Linked DNA regions of Anas platyrhynchos: region 2 is linked to region 1. The links are chromatin contacts, called in public Hi-C maps. All regions are on one chromosome and are shown on one strand. Each heading gives the region's core, a stretch centred on a gene start, on an enhancer-like site or on the middle of the called end of the contact. The rest is flanking DNA. Distances are from core to core; before and after follow the strand shown.

What was found. A called contact is a pair of places that touch in the nucleus more often than the background predicts.
Region 2: a contact with region 1 is called in a Hi-C map of F1 follicle, with 3 times the contacts expected there. The contact joins the promoter of ACER3 here to the enhancer-like site in region 1. A contact is called at or near these places in 3 of 8 Hi-C or Micro-C datasets (F1 follicle, F5 follicle and liver).

Annotation. Positions count from the first base shown.
Region 1 is chr1:204,267,870-204,274,077 of IASCAAS_PekinDuck_T2T, forward strand. ACER3 (alkaline ceramidase 3) reads right to left here. Exons shown (of 11, transcript XM_005024097.6): 10 at 5,468-5,513; 11 at 2,717-5,244. The coding sequence ends at 5,191. Among named protein-coding and RNA genes, the nearest start is that of CAPN5, 15 kb to the left of the region's middle. Within about 2 kb of position 3,477, at least 2 of the 8 cell types and tissues checked have an H3K27ac peak or open chromatin away from gene starts, as enhancers often do. A contact at or near this core is called in F1 follicle and F5 follicle, where this site is marked.
Region 2 is chr1:204,316,234-204,322,360 of IASCAAS_PekinDuck_T2T, forward strand. It overlaps ACER3 (alkaline ceramidase 3), which reads right to left and starts at 2,628. Exons shown (of 11, transcript XM_005024097.6): 1 at 2,352-2,628. The coding sequence starts at 2,454. LOC106018451 (a long non-coding RNA gene) reads left to right here and starts at 1,888. Exons shown (of 4, transcript XR_011806584.1): 1 at 1,888-2,117; 2 at 2,960-3,139; 3 at 3,235-3,306; 4 at 3,670-4,344.

The DNA of each region.
Region 1 (6,208 bases), core at 2,227-4,726:
GCAGGGAGCTCCAGTAAGCAAATGGGGCTCTGCACAAAGTGCTCGTTTGACTGTCGTGCCTTCACGTTGCCTGTCAGTGATGTAAAATGAAGGGGCAGCTGTGGGGCTAAATCCAGCAGGCAGCTTTCAGACTAGGGAATGAGCCACCAGCATCAGGGACATGGGGACGGGAGGCACGTCGTGGCAGCCAGGAAGGGCAGAGCTACGTTTCTGCAAAGCAATTAGAAATAGGAGCACTTCAACTCCTGCATTAGAAGAGTATTTCATGAAATACAAACCTACCAAGGACCTTGTCTGCAGACCCTGGGGAAAAACATGGCCTCAGCTCTCGGACAAGACTTGCAAAAGAGAGGTCAGGCACTTGGCAGCAGCAGGCAGTGGCTGGGCGAGACAAACCAACAAACCCCAACTCGATCTCAATGGTTATGCAGTTTGATCTCTGCAGTTACCTTACAGGATCCCAAAACAAAAAGCATTTTTGTTCGTGTTTGAAACGACTCATGTCACGTTCCAGCCTCATAAAGCAGCTGAAAAAGCTCTAACAAACTGAATGTAACATCATTCCATCACCTCTGCAGCAAAGACTGCAGGCAGCATGAAGAGCTAAATGTAAAAACAGCAAAACATTCCAGCTTGTTACACAAGTGTCTAAAGTGCAGATACCAAGAGGGTGGTTGACGTAATACTATGGGATTCTGTGCTTAATCTTTTGTTATTCTCTTTCCATGCACAATTTCTTAATCTCCTTCTGGCTTTCGCTTCTCCTGGGTAATAAAGTCTCCATCATTTATCCCTTTTCCTAAGAAAGCCTCACAGTTAATCAGTGCTTTGCAGTTAAAGCCTCCCATTGCCTACTTGAAACGTGCAGATGGGAAGATCAGATTTCTTTAAGGATGCAACTTTTTTACCTGGATATGTCAATTAACATTATGGGACACAGTCCAACGAAGTGATAGTGTGTTCCTGGCTTCTGAGGTGTCCTGGAGGAAAATAGCAGTGCTGCTTCACTGCAGCTCATCTTCCACTCCCAGGCATTACACTCAATTGTTACCACCTAATATTAAATACAAAAAAAAATCCACTGGGAGAAATAGGTTTAAAAAGTTGTATTACTGGAATTCTGGAAAACAAGCTAAAAAACGTGGTGGTGGCAGTGAAAAACACAAGATGATACTGGAAGGACACTCTTGTTATGAGTTTCAGATGGATGAGTTTGCTGAAAAACTCCTTCAGCTGCTAGAAACCAGGTACAGGGAGCAAACTACGGCCAAAGAATCAAACACATTTCGAGTCACACAGTTTCCCTTCAGCCAAACAAGACAGGCTGGGGCTGAACACAGCCCAATAACAGATTAGAAGAGAATTAAAACTAATTACAGAACAGTATTTCCTATCACATCTCTTCCAAAGTCACGCCGAAGAAGTTGTACACGTTATTTTAGCTTGAAGTGTAACAACACAGTGCCAAAAAGGTTTCACTTCACCTGTCTGTACTGAAGTCCTCCTACTCACATCCCCTTCTAAACCAGACTCCTGGGAGCAGAGGCAGAGCAGACAGAGCAAAACCTCGGAGCCTGACAGTCACCAAACGAGTCAGGACATCTCTGCAGTGTGAGCAGGCAGCCACAGATCCACACAACACTGCTGCAAGCCTCAGGGGCCGCAGGCTGCTTGAGCACCTGCACTGTCAGGCAGGCATAATTAAGGGCACAGGCATTGAACAATACACCACAGAGGTAGATTGGCAAGTGACAGACTGCATAATCCAATTCTGACTACGGGGTAGTCTTCGAAACACTTGCTGGTAGCACAACTTCCTTGTGCTAAAAGGAAAAGCAACAGGATGAGGTCCGGAGATGACTAATACTGCGAGCCAGCTTCAAAAACCACCTCCAAAACGCAGACAAGATGCCTCCTGGTGGCAGATTTCTCTTTCTCACGTCTTCTCTTCAGAGCTGGATCCAGAGAACCTTGATTCCCGACATCAAGCATGGAGTTGATCTGTATTGGGAGAGTTATTTTGACATTTTTCTACTACTTGCAAGGAAGAAGTTCTCAGCTGCTGATCTGTGCCAAGCTGATGGTCTCAAGGCGATAATTTCCTGGTTCTTCATAGATGTTGAAGAACGGAGGAGTTTATCACTGTCATTACGTCTGTCCAACACCGCCTGTAGGATTCATTTTAAAGCCACCTGCTATTTCTGCAATCCCCTTTAAAGTAGCTGCTGTCTGAATCCTCCTCAAAAGACCAGGATCAAAGCTGACCCACCTTTTAAGTTGTAGTGCAAGAAAAGTTTGGGATATGCTGCTCTTAAGACTGTAGGGAAAAAAAAAAACTCAGCACGTAATACAAGTGATGGAAATAAAAAGCAGCCTAACAGACATCTAACAGGTGACAGTCGCGAAGACTTCTGTCTTTCCAGGCACTAGAAAAGTTATTCTGAGTTGCAGTGACACGAAGCTAGAACTGGCTTGCCGTTTTCAACATCACAATAAGGCAGTCAACCCAAAGCACCCATAATTTTAGATTACTTATGCTCAGAAGGATATGCATATAAATTACATTCTTCAGGGTCTAACAGAACCTGAAAGAAAGGCTACTGGGAGGGGGTGGCCCTCGGTCATTTGGAATGAAAGAAGAACACAATTTGCACAAGCTTTTAAGATAAAAACCATCCATGACAAAGGATATCTGAATGAAAAGCTAACAGCAGCATAAAATTAAGAGCTTTTCCATTTATTCTTTTTTTTTTTTTTAATCCTAACAATTCAACAGGACCAGAAAAAAAAACACTGTATACTTCCTTGTTCCAAGCGTGTGGGAGAATCCACAAATTTCTTTAAAATATGCCATTAGAGAGATGCCTCATCACTAAGAAAGTGGCTTTTTAGAAGACTGACTTCTGCAGTTATGAAAAAGTTAAAAGCAGAGCCCCCCAGATCCTCCAGAAACAAAACTAAGGGCAATAAAATACAGGTTTTGTTCGTTGCCTTAAAAATAATACCACGTCGAGCAGACGTCACTTGTGATTGCTGATGCATCTAGTTGCTGCACCGCTCCTTTTACAGGATGTTTTCCCTAATTTATGGGAGCATGTAAACATACTAAACAAGAAAATAAGATACAGGGTGCAGAAACACGCTTGAAAGAGCCTGGAGGTGAATAGGCAGGCACTTATTTTTAAGCTACGTTTTAGAAATGGCTCTCAAATCTCTTTACAACAAAAAAAAAGCCTGCTGGGTAATTACAGACACCTGGTCCAAACCAGCATTTTCCTCCCTCTGTGCTAGTTGTTCTTCGAACCTTTTGGTTTGAAGACCCCGAACTGGAGCCTACTGACAACAGATTTGTTTGAAAATTTCAAGAATTTTATAGTGGTTTGCTGATTACAGGTTGCAAATATACTGCTTTCAGCATGTGCTTAAACCTTGCTGAAGCCATTCAAGGTCTTGTTCCAGCCCTGAGTTTGGGTCTGCATGATCCCAGGAGTTCAGGGCCAGTCACCAGAACTAAAAGCAATGGCTTTGTTTGGAGACGTGCGCCAGCAGAGGTGCTACTGATGGACACTGAGGATGCAGCTAAGTCACAAGCAGGAAAAAAAATAAAGGGAAAAGACTATTTTAGTTATCACTGATTGTACAACACAGATTTCGGTCTCACTTCTTCCACTAGTCAGAGCAAGGAAGCTTACATTAGCCAGAATTTTGTGATCCTGGAGACAGCTTTATAGCTACCGAGCCATGCCTTGCTGCTGCGTGCAGGTTTTACATCAATACCTAACAGGAGTTCCAATCAGTCCGAGCATTTCCCTTTTTCCTTCACGGCAAGAAGGACAAATCCCTCAGAGCATCAGAAATTGCATAGCATGGCAGCCAGGAGGCCTGGAGACAAACTCCAGTCGTCGCCCCAAGATCTGGGGAGACAAAACAAGAGCCTCCAATATGAGGTATATTTCGAAAAACTGTTAGTTCCATGTTTTCTTTATGCTTACTGATGAACTTTGATCAGCTAAGTAGATAAGAGCTGCAGAAATCAGAGGGTTTGTACCCGATTAAGAGCCAAAGGTTGGTTTAAAAAAAGTATTCAACTTCAAAAAAAAAAAAAAAAGTGTGCTGGAAAGATTAAGAGCAAGCAATCAAAATACTGCCAATTATATTTTGGGAGTTCCTCAATGTAAATCTTGTTCTTTAACTCTTTCTTCATTATTTCTGAATACGAAGATGATTCTGAAAGTCAGACCAATATTTAAGACTCGTTAAATAGGAAAGGCATGAATTCAAAGCTGATCTAGCACACATATGTGGTGCTTGTCAACCTGTACTAAGAACGGAACACAGGGAATGAAAAGCAGGGAGAGAAAAGGAAGGCATGTAAATAATGAAACGTTTTAAAAAGTGTTTCTTGTGGTTATACAGTCATCCTGCAGTCTCCTGATGGATCACTGGTCAAACAAAACAGGATTTCTGTTCCCATACACAAACAAGAACCCTTATAATGCTTCACCACTGTAAATGTCTTCTCCTGGTCACACCCTGGAACATCCTCCAGGATGCACCCCAGCTGGACTAAAGAGAAAATGGAAACTTGGTACAAAATTACCTAAATGGCACATGTATCCCAACCTTTTCTGCTTAAAACTTAAACAGCAAAGGAGGCTGTGGAGAAGCAAGGCTAGAATAAAGCCAGAAATTAACCATTACAGACTTCATTAATTGTATAAAAGTGCAAGATTAAAGTAGTTCAGGTTAAGCATTCAGCTCACTATAGGCCACACAGATACTTAGCTTGGCCATCAATGACCTGTTTGTTTCTTTTTTTTATCATTCAGTTACTAATATTAGTTTAAACCACAGAAAGAACAACAACTGAATGAAAAACTTACTCAACCCACTCCAAAAATGGTTAGTTTTCTGTGACCAGCACGAAATATTAGCTCAGTATCATCAGCTATACAATATATACAGAAAAATATTGTGTCTTAAACTTTAACAACTTAGAATAAAGCTGTACTAAACGTTATCTCCCTAGCGTGCCAGCTCCTTGCTCTGCTCTGGCTGGCAGGCCTAGTAACACCGAGAAGTCCTTTGATAGCAACGATACTCGAACAGATCCATGATTTTGACAATCCAGCCATGGCAATTGTTGAATCGCTTTATTCAGGTGGTCGCGTGGGGCTGCCTGGGCCTCGGTCAGAGCTTCTTGGGTGGCTCCACGAGAAGAACAGGCCATATCCCGAACAGAAACTGTTAAAAGAAAAACACAAAGTGGAAAGATTTCTTGGAATACCACCTCTCCCAGAACAGAAAGCCAACTGTTAACAATATTTTAGCTGCTTTTCTCGGAATGCAACTAGAAATTGAAGACAATACCCTAAAGAGGCACAAAAAGCAAGCCTCAGCGCATGTTCAGGCCCAAGACACCTGAATGCTGCAGCTCATGAACAGACACAAAACACTGGTTGCTTACCTTCACCTTTGGCCTGTGTTTCAGGAAAAGTGTCCTTGTGTATAAACTGAGGGAAAGAAGGAGAGTGTGCTTGAAATTCGATGCATAAAACAGCATACAAAGTAATAATTATGTCCCGATCCCGGTTTTATTTTCCAGCTAGAAAATAATTGCCTCTGGGACTGCAGAACTACCCATTCTGCCTAAGTTTATGCAAAATAGGGGGTATTAGCCTACGGTGAATCCCACTGTGCTACATTTCTATTAGAAACTGACCTATACTACCACGTATGTGTCTAGTCGGAGAGAAACCAGAGAAGTAAATTCTCTCTGCTAAAAAAAAAAAAAAAAAAAAAGACTGAATAGGGGTTAGAGCCTGTCAGTTTGGAAGGGTGTAATTTCATCAGTGCATCACAAAATATAGCAGATATCAAAAATAATAATAAAAAAGCATGGCTGGGTTCTGTATCTCATTTCTGTTCTGACCTATCCTCTTTTTCTCAGCAGACCTGAGCCTGACCTCACTTTTTACATGGATGTTTCCCCAGGTACATAAGCAATGCCACAGTGTGGCTGAGAAAACACCAGGGAAATGATTGCAGAGATAGCACACGGTTCCTTGGGTTGGCACAGACATCAGGCATCTGTGCGTTCCCCAAGGAAAGAGAAAACAAATTGTTTCTCTGTGCAGCACGCTGGGAAAACTTTGGCTATGGTGTTCAAACTATGTGATCACGTTTTCTCAACTATGTAGAATGTACC
Region 2 (6,127 bases), core at 1,378-3,877, 48 kb after region 1:
CTCAACTGGGTCATATCAAGACAGCAAGAGGTCAGAAACTGATTTTCACTATTCTGGAAGGTAAGTAACACAAGCTGCACGTTTTTAAAGCAGTATCTTCAACAGCAAGATCAAGAATTACCACAACGAGAACTTTGAGCGAGATAAGAAAAATATTTTTGTACTTTCTGGTTTGTTTACTCTCTGAATTTGAGTTTTTGCTAAAAGCAATGAAGCCATAAAGGCACAGCAACTGACAAAAGGCAGTTGGGTCACAGAGACCCCAAATATACTCTCAGCTCTTCTGTTGAAGCATCGAGACTTCAGGACAGCATCTCTCTGATCTTCTAAAATAATTAGCTTCAAATTACGTATTTCAGAATCAGTTGGGAAAGACCCTTCAGCTGCTTTACAAAAGACACGTTGCCAACCCACTTTTGCTGGCTAAGGCTTAATTTAATTACAGTGAATCCACATCCTCAAAAAACAAACACGTATTTCCTCTGACCCTCACAGTGCAGCTACAGAATTATTGCTGAATAAGATCTAAACCATTGTGACTTCTCCACTGACATCATCCGCTGTTAAGCCAGCCCTAAAATACGGCTGGTTTATTTACTGTTCTGCCTTTTAAATTTGGTCCATTTAAATGCTCTAAGTTTAGCACAGCTCTTATATGCAGTTGTTTCAGCACAATTGTGCTGAAAAAAAATGTGGTCCCAAACACTAACACCATCAGGAGGGACCAGACCTTCTATAATTGGTCCCTTTTTCTTCCAAACACACACCTTTCCACTTCCCACCATTAATCCCACCTTCTTTCTCCTGCATAATCCAGAAGCGGATGAAAAATACCAGTTCACGCATCCGACAGCCAGGAGATTATTTCCAAATTTACATGCTAGTCAAATTTATCCTCGCATGGGTGAAGGAGCAGCACTTCCTCTTCCCTATGCAGATTATCTCACAGGCTACTTTTCACCACAAGGAAAACACAAAAATACATACTCTGCAAAAGCATCAGTCTATTTAAGAACTTCCCACTTTGTCCCATTTTAGCGTATGAAGTTCCCTCTTGAGCAGCCATAAAACTACGCGCCAACTTCCCTTTCCCCCCCTGAGTTTCTATGTCGTTTGTGCTAGCGTTTTTCACTCTTTTCCCATTCCCACACTCTGCAACCTCTTTCACAACTATTTCTGGTGGTTCCTCACCCCTGCGTTTGTCACCAGGAGTCCCAGAGCCTTCCCTCCCCTGCCTGCCAAGCTCTTCCAAAGCACTGCAGAAGCATCCCAGCTATGTGAGAGGCATTCTCGGATTGCCTGCTCCAAGCACTTCAGGAGAGGAGAGCCTGTTTAATATTTTTTTTCCTAGGATCTTAATGCTTCAAAAGCAGCCTCTTACCATATAGGTGTGAAGGGTTTGTTTTGCAGGGCAGGGAGTCTGCCTGGTGGCAGCACTACAACTCCTGGTGGTAGTGCTACAATTACTACACCCTTTAAAGTCACAAGACACAAAAACACTGCATTTTTTGGCAAAATATCAGTGACAGAGGGCTTGACCCCTTACCCACTAACGCAACATACCGCGTCTCAAGAGCCATGCAGCCCTGATGGATGACCCTGGAGTTGAAGAACCTCCTTCTTTCTCTAAAGCACGCTTATACACGCACATATAAATCCCTGACTGCCCTGCATAACATAAGTTTGAGGTCAAAACAACAAACTGAAGGACTCCTGAGGTTCCTCAGGGCTGTTGTAACAGGTAAGGCCCACCACCTGCAGCAAAAGCAGCCCTGAGGAACTGGTGGAGAGCAAGGCGCCTGTCGGCTACAAGGACACCTTCTACCTCCCCAAACTATTTCGGTGTCATCCTGCAGAGCTGTGTGGCCTCATGGCACGGTGCCCCGAGTTATTTCCCAAAGAGGGAACCCTCTAGAAATGGGTCTGTGCTGTAAAACCAACTTTATTCCAGCACCAAGCCCCCCAACACCCACCTCACCCCTAAGATGTCTCCCCCTCCTCCTGCCCCACCGCTGCTCGGGGCGCAGCCTAAGGGGAGAGTTTTGGGACAGCGGGTGCCCAAACACCACAGTGAGCTGTGGGAGGAACCATTCAGACGGATATTTTGAGGCAAAAGGGTCAGGAAAAGAGAAAAAATCCCTGCTTCCACACAGCACGGCTGGCTGAGGGGCCTCCGGCCACCGCTACCCCGCCATCTAAAGGGGCTATGGAGGAAGATGGGGGGGGGGGAGAGAAATCCCTTCAGCGGGGCTTCGTGAGTGGGGCGAGGACCCCTCAAAACACCCGTGGGGATAGAGGAGAGGGGGAATAAGAGGGTGAAAAAGCCGGGGCTGGGGTCGGCGGCCACTCACAGAACTCGGCGATGTAGTAGGAGACGGCGTAGTTCTCCTCGCACCACTCCAGGGTGGAGGTCGGGGGGCCCCAATAACCCTCCCGGTCAGCGGCCGGGGCCATGGCGGTGACCGCTCCAGGCCACAGAGGAGCCGGGGAAAGGAGAAGGGAAGGAAAAGAAGGGAAGGAAAAGAGGGGAAGGAAGGTGGCCAGGGCCCGGAGCAAGGCGGCTGGAGGGCGGGAGCCGCCGCTGGGCCCGCCCGGCCGAAGGCGGAGCTGGAAGGGGGGGGGGGGGGGAGCGAGAATTAAAAAAAAAAGGGGGGAGAAAAATGGGGAGTTGTCATGGCGACCGGCCTGCCGAGCCGCCCTCTGAGGGGGGAAGCGTGGCGGCGAGGCAAATTTTGGGGTGGAAAAGGGAAATTTGGGGAAATGCTGAGGGGAAAAGGGCGGCTGGGCGCAGGCAGCGACATGGCCTCACTGCGCTGCTCCCTCCTCACCCCCCTCTGAGTCCCAGACATCCCCCGCAGGGTCACTGTGGTGACATAAAGGTGGTTTTCCCCCCGTTTTCTTCTTTATTATAAAAAATAAAGGCTCGTCATGTGCTGGTGTCTTGTTTTTAAACGAACAGGAGAGCGCTTCTCGTAGTCGTGGGCCGGGAGGAAGGAGGCAGAGAGGTTTTTTATAGCGCTGCCTACTACACGGGGGTTTTCTCTCAGCTGATGCCTTTATTTAGTTCCTCGCTCTTACTACGTGTACTATACTTACACCAGGAATATGCGAAGTGAATATGCAGAGTTCATTTCCAAAGGCAAATGCAAGCTAAAAAGAGAAAGTCTTGAAATGGGGGGGGAAAAAAACGCAAAACTGAAGGCCTGATAACGCTGCGTGCTTTTTGTGTTTCAGGGAAAGGTCCCAAGATGTAACGAGAAGCTTCAGGCAGACCTTGAGTGATCTACCCAGTTGTTACACCTACTGGTCAGTACAATTTATTCTATAAAAACACACAAACTCCTTTTGCCACGTTTTATTTCTTCTCGCTTCCCCTTCCGTGAGCTAAAAAAACCCTCCGGTCTAAATACTGACCTTTCCTAGTGTAAATGCAAGTGCTCCACAATACATGCATCTGTCCTGAAGAGTAACCTCCCTTCTTCGGTTCAACATGTATCCAAGTGCTTTCAACATCATGCAGAAACGCGTTTAACATTTTCTGTAATGATATAAAGCATTCAAAGCAAAATTAATCTTACTGTTTGCAATAATAAAATATTTAGACTGTCAAAACATCATCAAAATCGCTGTGCATTTTTTTTATGCAGACCTGTCTTTTTCTTTTTTCAGAACCAGATTATCTTCCCCATATTCAGACTTTTGAGATTGAGGTCTGGAAGAGCAGCAAGCCGTTTCAAAAGCAAAAACTGGTTGTGAATTTTGAGGAGGAATCTAGTCTGGTTGCTGCACAGTAGCTTTTTGGACTTTTGAATGTTCGTTTCTTATAGTAAGGAAGTTGCTAGGGCTCTGATCTATCTTTTCTTATCATGGTTAACCATATTAAGATTAAAAACTCTTAACAGGAAAATAACTCAAAGTTTGAAATTACAGTTCAGAAACTGAAGAAAGAAATATCCCCCTGACACAGCAGGAGCACAAAATGGGAACAAACAATATGTACCATATTCAGTTACAATTGGTTTTAAATAATTTAAAATATTGATGTTTGTTTCTGTTCTCATCTAATATGCATGCCGGACATGACAAGGTTTGTAATTGCAATAGGAAAAAGAAAGACAGACACAAAACTAGCTGTATAACTAGGAGGATAAATTAATGAAAGATTTTATGGGGTGGGCAATAACTACATGGATTGTTATTCTTTCTATTTTTTTCTAGGTAAGAGAGAGAAAGATAAGCTCAAATGTATAGCTAGCACTTAATTTGAATCATTGGGAAATTTTTACTTGTTTGATGTGTTTCGGTAGTATTCTCCATTTTAATAAACGTTTATTTCTGACTTACTCTGTGGTTTGGATCTCTGCTTTTGAACTCTGGCAAACCTTTCAGTTATTGCACTCAAAGAAGGATAGCATTTAAGAGACAGCCACGAACCATTATAATACATGCTTTTCTTTCTAAAACTGTTTTTTAAAGGTAAATCCATTTTCTACAAACACGACTTTCACTGTCTCAGCTGCTACGATAATACATATTAAAAGCAGTACTTTTCCTCTGTAATGCTTAGCTATGCTTTGTAGTGTAGATTGCCACACTGGATATAATGTGACAGCCTGAGGTTATTTGCATCTAAATGCGTTTTCTCTAACTAGATAGTCAAACCTACTTGTGTCCAGGTGTTATATTTTCTTTGTCTAATCTGTAAGACACACCGAGGGAATATCTCATTTTTGAAGTAACAAGTAAAGAAACTAACACGGAGCTCACAAAGTCCTTATTTTCAGTATCACTAAAAATTTACCTCACATGCCAGTGGAGTAATTTCCCGTGGCTCCTCCTGGTTGCACATGGCAAAGGATCCTCTTTCCACACTGTTTTGTGTCACCCTAAACCTCATGGCCTAAGTGAAAACTAGCGGATCAGTTAATCGAGTCATGTCAGTTTACACCACTAGAGGGATATGCCCTGTAAATTTAGCATGTGGATCCAGTAGTGTTCTGCTTGGGTCTGAGATGCGGCTGCTGTTCCAAAATTGCACAGGTTCAGCTGTTTCTCTTCGTGGTCCATGAAATTCAGAAAATGACACCTGAATGTTAAAGAACTTTTTTTTCTCAATCCCTTCACTATGAAGACACTTTATCATGGCTTGTTCTGCTGGTTGTTTAATTTCTGTATAAAATGAGTCCTAACAAACAGATTGATTAGAACTTATTAGAGCTGCATATGCTGGAAGAGACTGTACATATTCCTTCTCATCAGTAATTGCATGCAAAGGAGGAGATAAAATTGACGCAAAATCTTGAAGATGTTTTCACTACTTGGTTCTAACAATGTTAAAATAAAGGTATCAGTCACTGGTTCAGAAATAAAGCTGGATTTTGTGCTGCAAATTGTCTGGTCATTTTATTTTTATTTTTATTTTTATTTTTATTTTTATTTTTATTTTTATTTTTATTTTTATTTTTATTTTTATTTTTATTTTTATTTTTATTTTTATTTTGTTAATTATGAGCCTGTGCATCTTCTAGTATTGTATTTTAATGGGTCATAGCATATACAACATCTTAGGCATGGAATCCCGAGACAGGCTTCTCAGCTCAAAAAGTTCACGTCCCATGAACACGTCAGCTTCCAAATACTTCGCTCAAAATGCTGTTTTTGGCAGCTTTCTGGCAATTGTCTGCTCTGTACAGAAGGTCATTAACACCTTTACCTCCCCCGAGCCTGATCCTGTGTAACATGTAATTTATCCCGTTGATTTAAATGCAAATAGCATGAGTAAGATGCTAAAAGCAGGATTGAAGAAGACTGAATCAGACTCTTTGTAAAGTGCTTTGAAGTTTAAGGGCACTTTATAAGCACTGTTGTTAGGCTGATGATAATTATGCCTGAAGCAATATCACAGAAACTATCAGCACGTGAATGAATGAAAAAGAAAAGACGTTTCCTAACACGACGAAGGATCTGGTCCAAGAAACTTCAGCAGACTTTAGTAGAACTGATTCCCTATTCATAGGGAATGTAATATTCCCTATTACATAGCTAGGTAAAGCAGGTACGTCTGCTGAAGTTAAATGGAGCGATGCATTTGTAAAGCTTCATCGAAGTCCTACAGCCGTATAAATAT